Regions from separate parts of the Mus musculus genome. Here region 2 is linked to region 1. Evidence: chromatin contacts called from public promoter capture Hi-C data. All regions are on one chromosome and are shown on one strand. The core of a region is the stretch at or near the end of the contact, and the rest is flanking DNA. Distances in the headings are between cores, read along the strand shown.

Region 1 (3,392 bases), core at 320-2,819:
GATTCTTGGCTTTGTGGTCACCCTCCAGTGGGAGAGGTGGTTTCACCTAACACCTGTGGTCATTATCCTTGAAAGGTTGCCACTGGGTCAGGCTGGGCCATTGGGGGACATAGAGCCACAATCTATCCTTCCTCCATAATGGAGATAATGGCCTTGGAGTGTTGGACACTGCAGATGGGACCCACTATACATACTGCAACTGTCTCAAGAGATAGAAGCAGAGTTGCTCTCGCAGTGGAGTGTGAAGATATTTGTTCAAGGTACTTGAGACAATGCCAGGCTACTATAACAGGACTCTCTGAACCTCTGTCTCCTCATCTGCAGCATGTCACACAGGTGTCACCAGCTACTTTCTGATGCTTATCAGAGGCAATGACAAGAACACTCAGTCACACACCTGCTTATTCAAACATCCCCTGAGTACCTCTTGTACATCTTTCTCAGTGCTAAAGTATGGATGGAGATACAGTCCAGACGCAGGGTCATCAACTGCTACTGGGTCTCTGGGCCCTGGCCCATCAGAGCGGCACTGTTAAGTGAAGAAAACAAGAAATAAGCTTCACCACTTAGTATTGATTTTGCCCCTTACTTCTCTGACTTTGGGAGTAGAAGGTGTGGAATGGCAGCTGCGTGTCCTGTGGCCACCTCTCAGGAGCCTGAGAAGCAGCAGTCTCCTGGCAGTCTGAGGACACACCTGGTGGTTTCGTGAAGAGATGTCCACAAAGGAGGGCATTGCCATGGTAGGGATCAGGCCTGACTCCTGTCCTTAAGTCTGTTCAAATACTCCTGTGCCTGGCCTCTTGGGGAACTCTTATAGCCCCCATAAGACAAATGTGTGAAATTTCAGTTGACACTTCTTTCAGAATGGCTGATGTATCCGGATCCCCCACCTGGCTTCAGCTGTTGCATCCTGCCCTGTCCCCACTCCCTGCCCTTGCCAGGCCTTCCTCTCTGTGCAGATGTTTGTCCTGCTAACAGCAGGAAGCTGTTACCATGTTCTCTTGTATATCATACTCCTGAACCTCCTGCCTTCCAATTTGCCCAACTTCTCCTGGCTTCATCCTGATTTTCCAGTTCATAGGCCTGGTACATAATTGTCTCCACAGATACAGTTACAGATACAGGCTTTAGGGTCTTTCCTGTCTCAAATCTCTCTTAGGCCAGAAGGCACAACTATCTGGCTTCTGACCTTGTCTCCAATAGAACACTCAACATATTTGTATGTGTGTTCTCCCTGTACACCCGAGTGGGCCTTCTACATGCAATCTCAGCCTCCCTTCCTCCTGGTAGCAGCCCCACCTGCGTTAGCTCAGAGGTCCCGTTTAGAGGGGGATTTGGGGTAAAGGGGCCCGTGTTGACTTTTCCCAGCTTGAAGGCCTGTGTACCCTTCAACGTTGAAGTCTTTAGAATGGTAGACTTTGTAGTTCTTATCAGTGTGGGTCTTGGGTAGTGAAGGTGCTATCTCACTATGTTTGTGAAGTGGTCTGAAGTTTCGGGTGCCTCTGAAGTTTGGGCATCCAGCCAGAAGGAGCCCCGCTCTATAAAGGCCGAGAGGATGGGTACTAGCTAGAGAGGCCATTTCCTGTGATCCAGAATGAGGCGCTTTGTGCTGCTCCTCGCTGCTCTCGCCATCTCCCAGAGCCATGTGGTCACCAGGTGAATGTTGGACCCTGGGTGGGCAGGGGGACTGTTGCTCTTCCGGCCCTCAGACTCCAGGGGAATTTGCTTTCACTCTTGTCTTTACACACTGAGTGTGACCCCGAGGAGAGGGAGCCAGGCAAGAAGCCTGGGGGATAGGAAAGCATAGTTTCTAGAAAGAAAAACAAAACTACTCAGTGCTCGGTCCCAGCTCTATCACCCTTAGTTTCCTCATCTGCTGTGAAACTAGGGTCTTCACAATGCCCATCTTTTAGGGTTGTTATGAGACTGCGTGAGTTAATATTTGTAAAATGCTTCAAAGAGTACTAGACCTACTGTGAAATCTATATGCGCGCTCATTAAACTAGGTTTCCTGGTGTAAGAACTCCTTTAGAGAGGTCTGAAGGTTCTCTAAAAATAACTAGGGCATCACCTCTCAGGCCGTGGGTTAGATGATTTGCACTTTACAGCTGAGAGCATTGTTCAGGGAGAGTCTCTGTGCTACCCAACACCATGTGGCTAGCGCTGGAGGTTCCAGGGCTCAGCCTGGCTGGACTTGCACTCTTGCTGCCCCCATCCCCATTTCAGGTGCTCATGTGTGTGTTCTGCCAAGGCCTGAACACAGAAAAGACTGCATACCTTCTTGGATTGGATCCTTGAAAAGAGGCTGAGTATCTTTGCTAGTGAGGGCTCTCTGGCAATGAATTTTTCTCAAGTCCAAGGTGTGATGGCAGCTAGATAAGAGACAGAACCGGAGATGAGGATCCTGGGGTGAATTCCAGACAAGGGTGGCCTTTTGACATGAGGTAGCAGCTGCATTCTGATTATAGCTGGCTTTCCTCTGGAAGAAGAGGTTCCTGAAGCCGCTATATGGCACCTATACTTCTGTAATCTCAAGTTGTCTTTTCAACTAGCTCTTAGAGAAAACGATATGATTGCTAGAAGTTTTAGGGACTGTGAGATGCACAAAGTTCTACTTTAATCTATGGGGAGAGAAAATGGTTAAATGGTCAAGTACAGAATAAAACAGTGTTGGAAAGGAAGGATTAGCCCTATTGTATAAGAAGAAACTGAAGATAAAGGCATTAAATCCCCTAAAGTGAAGATCCCAGGGCCCCAGCAGCCTCCCACTGGATGTGCAGAGGACTTGGAGAATCTCCTGGGGGAGCTCAGGGCACTGTGGCAGATTTCACGTTGCCAAGGAACACAGCAGAGCCAGGTCGAGAACTGTTTTTTTTTTTTTTTTTTTCCTGCAGTTTTCTCTCTTGATCTTTTCTTCCCCAGTTGAATTGCCTTTATTATCCCAAACCTAAGCTGGGCCAAGAGGTCCAGTTTGGTGTCCTGCTCATGCTGAGGAAGTCCTGAAGAATTTCCAGCCACTTTAGTGAAAACACTACTCAGAGAAAAGCAATTGGCAAAAGGTGGTATCACTGCCGGAAGCAGGTACCACTGTGTAGGAGACATCACTGTCTCTGCATAGACAGGTCCTTCTCACGGTGTGACCTCTGTGCTTTGGACAGTTTCTGGCACACAGTAAGGTCACAGGGAGGATTTAGTGACCGAGTAAGTGACAGTGTTCTTAGTATCTTTCAAACCAGGAGTAACAAAACTTATCACTTAAGGTGTCATAAAACAAATGTAGCGAGTCTCTACCACACTGAAAAAGAAAAGTAACAAGAAATACCAGAGTGTAGTAGTTAATGACACTAGACAGTGATCTGTAAAGCAACATAGAATCTATTATTTTACTTTGG
Region 2 (3,653 bases), core at 723-3,222, 660 kb before region 1:
CCTGCCCAAGAGGTCCTCATCTTGTTAGGTTTGGAGGCCAGTGGAGGAAGGGCCTTCCTGGGAGCACTACATGGACGGCTTCCCATATTTGATCTGGGTTCAGATGTGAAAGATACCATGAATGAGTTGCTTCTGTTGGGAGAGCAGAGGCCTCAGCTGCAGTAGCAAGCCTCTTGTTTTAATTCTGCAAATAGGGAGGACACTCCCAGCTAATGACCCTGCCTGGTAGAATGTATTTCAGTGGTGTGTGTGTGTGTGTGTGTGTGTGTGTGTGTGTGTGTGTGTGTGTGACAGAGAGAGAGAAAGAGAGAAAAGAGAGACTGTGTGTGAGACTTTGTGTGTATGTGTTGTGAGAGAGAGACTGGGAGAGAGACTGTGTGTGTGTGCATATGTGTGTCTCTATATGTTAGACAGATTTAGAGATAGAAGACAGACAGACATTTATACGGAGTGAGGTGTGCTCTGTGGAACTTGCTTGGGACCTACACTCATCTGATGTCTGACTACCACTCCTGCCTCATTTCTTCCTGGTGCTTCCAGATTTTCTCCCAGAGACTCTCCCCCACCTGAACTCTAAATGCAGCTCACAGCCAACTATCTGGTAAAGCTGTCTTTAACCACCACCTGCTCAGAGTATTTTCAGCATTGCTCAATCCTCTCTGACAACAGTAGTGGTCACCGCAGCCCTGACAGAACTCCGAGCCCACTGCCAAGCCTCTCCTGACCCTACCTCTTAAGTCTTCACCTCCATCCATCCACTGGTACTTCTCCAGCACCAATTGGTGAGCACAGCTTTAAGGGGTTTGCCTCAGTGACCCAGCTAGTACTCAAAACAACCCCAGAGCTGAAACTGTTATCCGAGAGGACAACAGGCCTAGAGTCACTCTGACTGTTTAATAGGGAAGTGAACCAGAACTCTGTGGCTTACAAATGTGTCCCTGTCACTAGGTGGTGGGTCATGGGGGCAGGGGAAGGCTAGAACACACATCTTTTGAAATGGAGTGGAGTTAAACGTCCAGCATTTGTGTGTGCTGGGTGTGTGTATGTGTCAAGAGAATGTGTTATCCGTGGCCATGGTTTTGAGTGCCTTCATGCATCGATCTGTTTGGCGCACTAGGGTTCTTTGTAACCCTGGAATATCCCGACCAAAGTGTAAGGAAGCACTCACACCCATTTATTGGGACTGTTATGAAAATAACAGAGAGTGGATAAGATGACTCACAGATGGAAAAATTATTCTCCAAGTGAGCATCATGGGAACACAGAGGAGGCGGCTAATCTCTGTTCCCTGTGGGGAAAACCCCGATCCTAGATAAGAGCAAAGAGTGTTGGAAGCCTGACTCTCCCCTCTGCCTTTCCTCGCCTCCCTAGGCAGTGGCGTTCAATTCCTGCTTCTAAATGGAAGGAAAAAAAGAGCCCTTTTCTGATCAGCCCTGCCCTAGTCTTTCACATCAGAATGGTCCCTGTAAATCACCAGGTGTTCCTGTGGGCTGGTAGAGATAATTCAACAGCTACTACTAAAGATACTACACCCCAGGGCTGGGGGTGCTGTTTGACCTGCCTGGGCCCTTTTAGTGCCAGGCATTGGCCTTTGCTCTCCCTTGTGTAGGTGTATAGAGCAAGGAAGGGGTATTTACAAGGCTGACCTAGGGGAAAAGCCTTCTAGAGCTCCTTGCCTTTTCTGGTCTCCAGCAGGTACTAAGTTCCTGAGGCTAATCCTTGCTCGTGAATCTAAGAAGACACTGCAAGATGCCCCAACTCTAGGAAGCCACCGAGATGTCCATGTTGGCCCCAGGATCACCAATCCTTGCTATTCACTGGAAATAGGCTCTTACCTGGTTGCCAGTGCCGCCTGGTGTTTGGTCCCCCAAGGAGTCTGATGCTTGAGCCAGTGGTCCACTAATGTTGGAGGGAGCTCTGTTTGGCTTCTCTGCCAGCGCCTCAGGCAGAGACCTACTGGTGATCAGGTGGCCTGAGAGCCAGGAAGCAGGCTTTGAGGAAGCCACACCTGTGGTCTTTGGACTCTAGAGGGTGGAGAGGCCTTTCAGGCCACCAACCGCACAGCACGGTAGTGGACCTGAGGAAGTGTCTGTGCTGACAGGTGCCAGAGCTTTACCCGAGACCCCTGCTCTCCAGCTTCTTCCTTGTTGGCCTCTGACCTCAGGTGTGGCCCCTCATCTCCCTACCTTTTACATATCTCCTCGGGAGGCCCCTGGGTTAGCATTAGGTACTGGGGCCACAAACAAGAGAAGGCACATGTGGTCTCCTAAGCCTAGTTTCTGAGTTAGGGACAGGCCACTGATGGACCATAGGCTCAAGAAAAGCTTTGGGTTGGAATGTGTGTTTTATGCTTCTGTCCTGCATCCATGAGTGTGGGATTGTGTGTGCCCAAGTCTTGCCCATGAATAGGACATGGCCTGCCAGAGAAGTTGGGGTAGGCTCAGGGTCACTTGGGTATGACAAAGAGGGCTATTTCATCCTGGCCACATCCACCTGTCCCTTCTCCCCTCTGGTCACACTTGTTCTTTACTCTTTCTTCTTCACCTTGCCCCATGCCCCCCAGGCCCTAATAGATGCCTTCAAACTAAGGCCTCCCTTTGCTATTCAAGAACCTGCTAGTTCCTGCAAGTTGCTTTGTTTAAAAACCTCCTGTGGTACCTGGAGCAGGCCAGACTTTTTACCTCCTGGAAACTCCCAGCTGGATGTAGGAGCTCAGACATAGACAGCAAAGGAATTAAGGCAGAAGTAGAAGGAAGCAGAGAGGGGCAGGGATGCTCATGTGGGAGCTAAGCCTCTTGGGACAGAGTCGCAGGCCCTGCTGGGGTTAGGATCTGTGGAGAAGACTCCCACAGATCATATAACTATAGCCTGCAGTCAGGAATGTGTCCTTGGCTTCCTCAGGACCAAGTGAGAGATGATGTCCTGCTTCCCCCAGTCATCCAGTATTGTCCTCATGGCCTAGAGTCCAGGGCTTGGACCTAGGAGGGACTTCTCCCAACTGAATTGCTGTGAGCCCCCAGGAAGGTCCTTTGGGCAGCCAATTTCTGGGGCCTAGAGGTCAAACTGCCTGTTTGGTCAGCATCTCGCCACCATCCTGTGTGAACTAGCCCCCTAGACCTCCCTGGGCCTTCTGTTGGTTTGTACCACTTTCAGGTTTGAATAGCCTTAATTTGTTTATTTATTCTTAAAGGCCAATCATATTCCATTCTCAGGCTGGGTTTGGGTGACTAACCAGGACTTCATTCTTCCCAGCTCAGACCAGGCCCTGTCCTTCCTAAGGGTCTTTCAAGTCAATGTAAGCACAGCAGGGATTCCTGTAGGATACCTGGAAACAGGGTAGGGCAGGGATTCAACACATAACAGAGACCTAGCTGACATCTTTGGGCAGAGAAGGATATTGTAACACCAGGAACTCTCAGGATTGTGAACGCCATGGTCCTTTGGGTGTCCACCAGGCAGGAGCCTTGTAGCCTAGGAAGTTTCGAGGCTGGGGCTGGAGCTTTTTGGTGCTAGGTATTATGGAAATTGGCTAAAACAGGGCATTAGGAGGCATACAGAGGCCAGGCTACTCACCCCAGGGATGGGGAAGGGCGCTTCTTTGGGAAGACAGTTTGGGTCCCAAGCAATCCTGACTATGGAATGAGGAGGTGGGG

Evidence for each region. Promoter capture Hi-C pulls out the DNA fragments that hold promoters and counts their contacts.
Region 2: a promoter capture Hi-C map of hippocampal neurons shows a contact between it and region 1, with 3 times the contacts expected there. The contact joins the promoter of Eps8l3 here to the promoter of Cym in region 1. A contact is called at or near these places in 8 of 39 promoter capture datasets (3T3-L1-derived adipocytes, the C10 cell line, HPC-7-derived erythroid cells and 3 more), 18 of 484 Hi-C or Micro-C datasets (B cells, the Ba/F3 cell line, the G1E-ER4 cell line and 7 more), 2 of 115 datasets of contacts at active chromatin or transcription factors (T-cell acute lymphoblastic leukemia and pancreatic cancer cells) and 1 of 9 other capture datasets (embryonic stem cells).

The regions. Positions count from the first base shown.
Region 1 is chr3:107,219,909-107,223,300 of GRCm38.p6, reverse strand. It overlaps Cym (chymosin), which reads left to right and starts at 1,569. Exons shown (of 9, transcript NM_001111143.1): 1 at 1,569-1,656. The coding sequence starts at 1,595.
Region 2 is chr3:107,875,549-107,879,201 of GRCm38.p6, reverse strand. It overlaps Eps8l3 (EPS8-like 3), which reads right to left and starts at 1,972. Exons shown (of 19, transcript NM_133867.2): 1 at 1,836-1,972.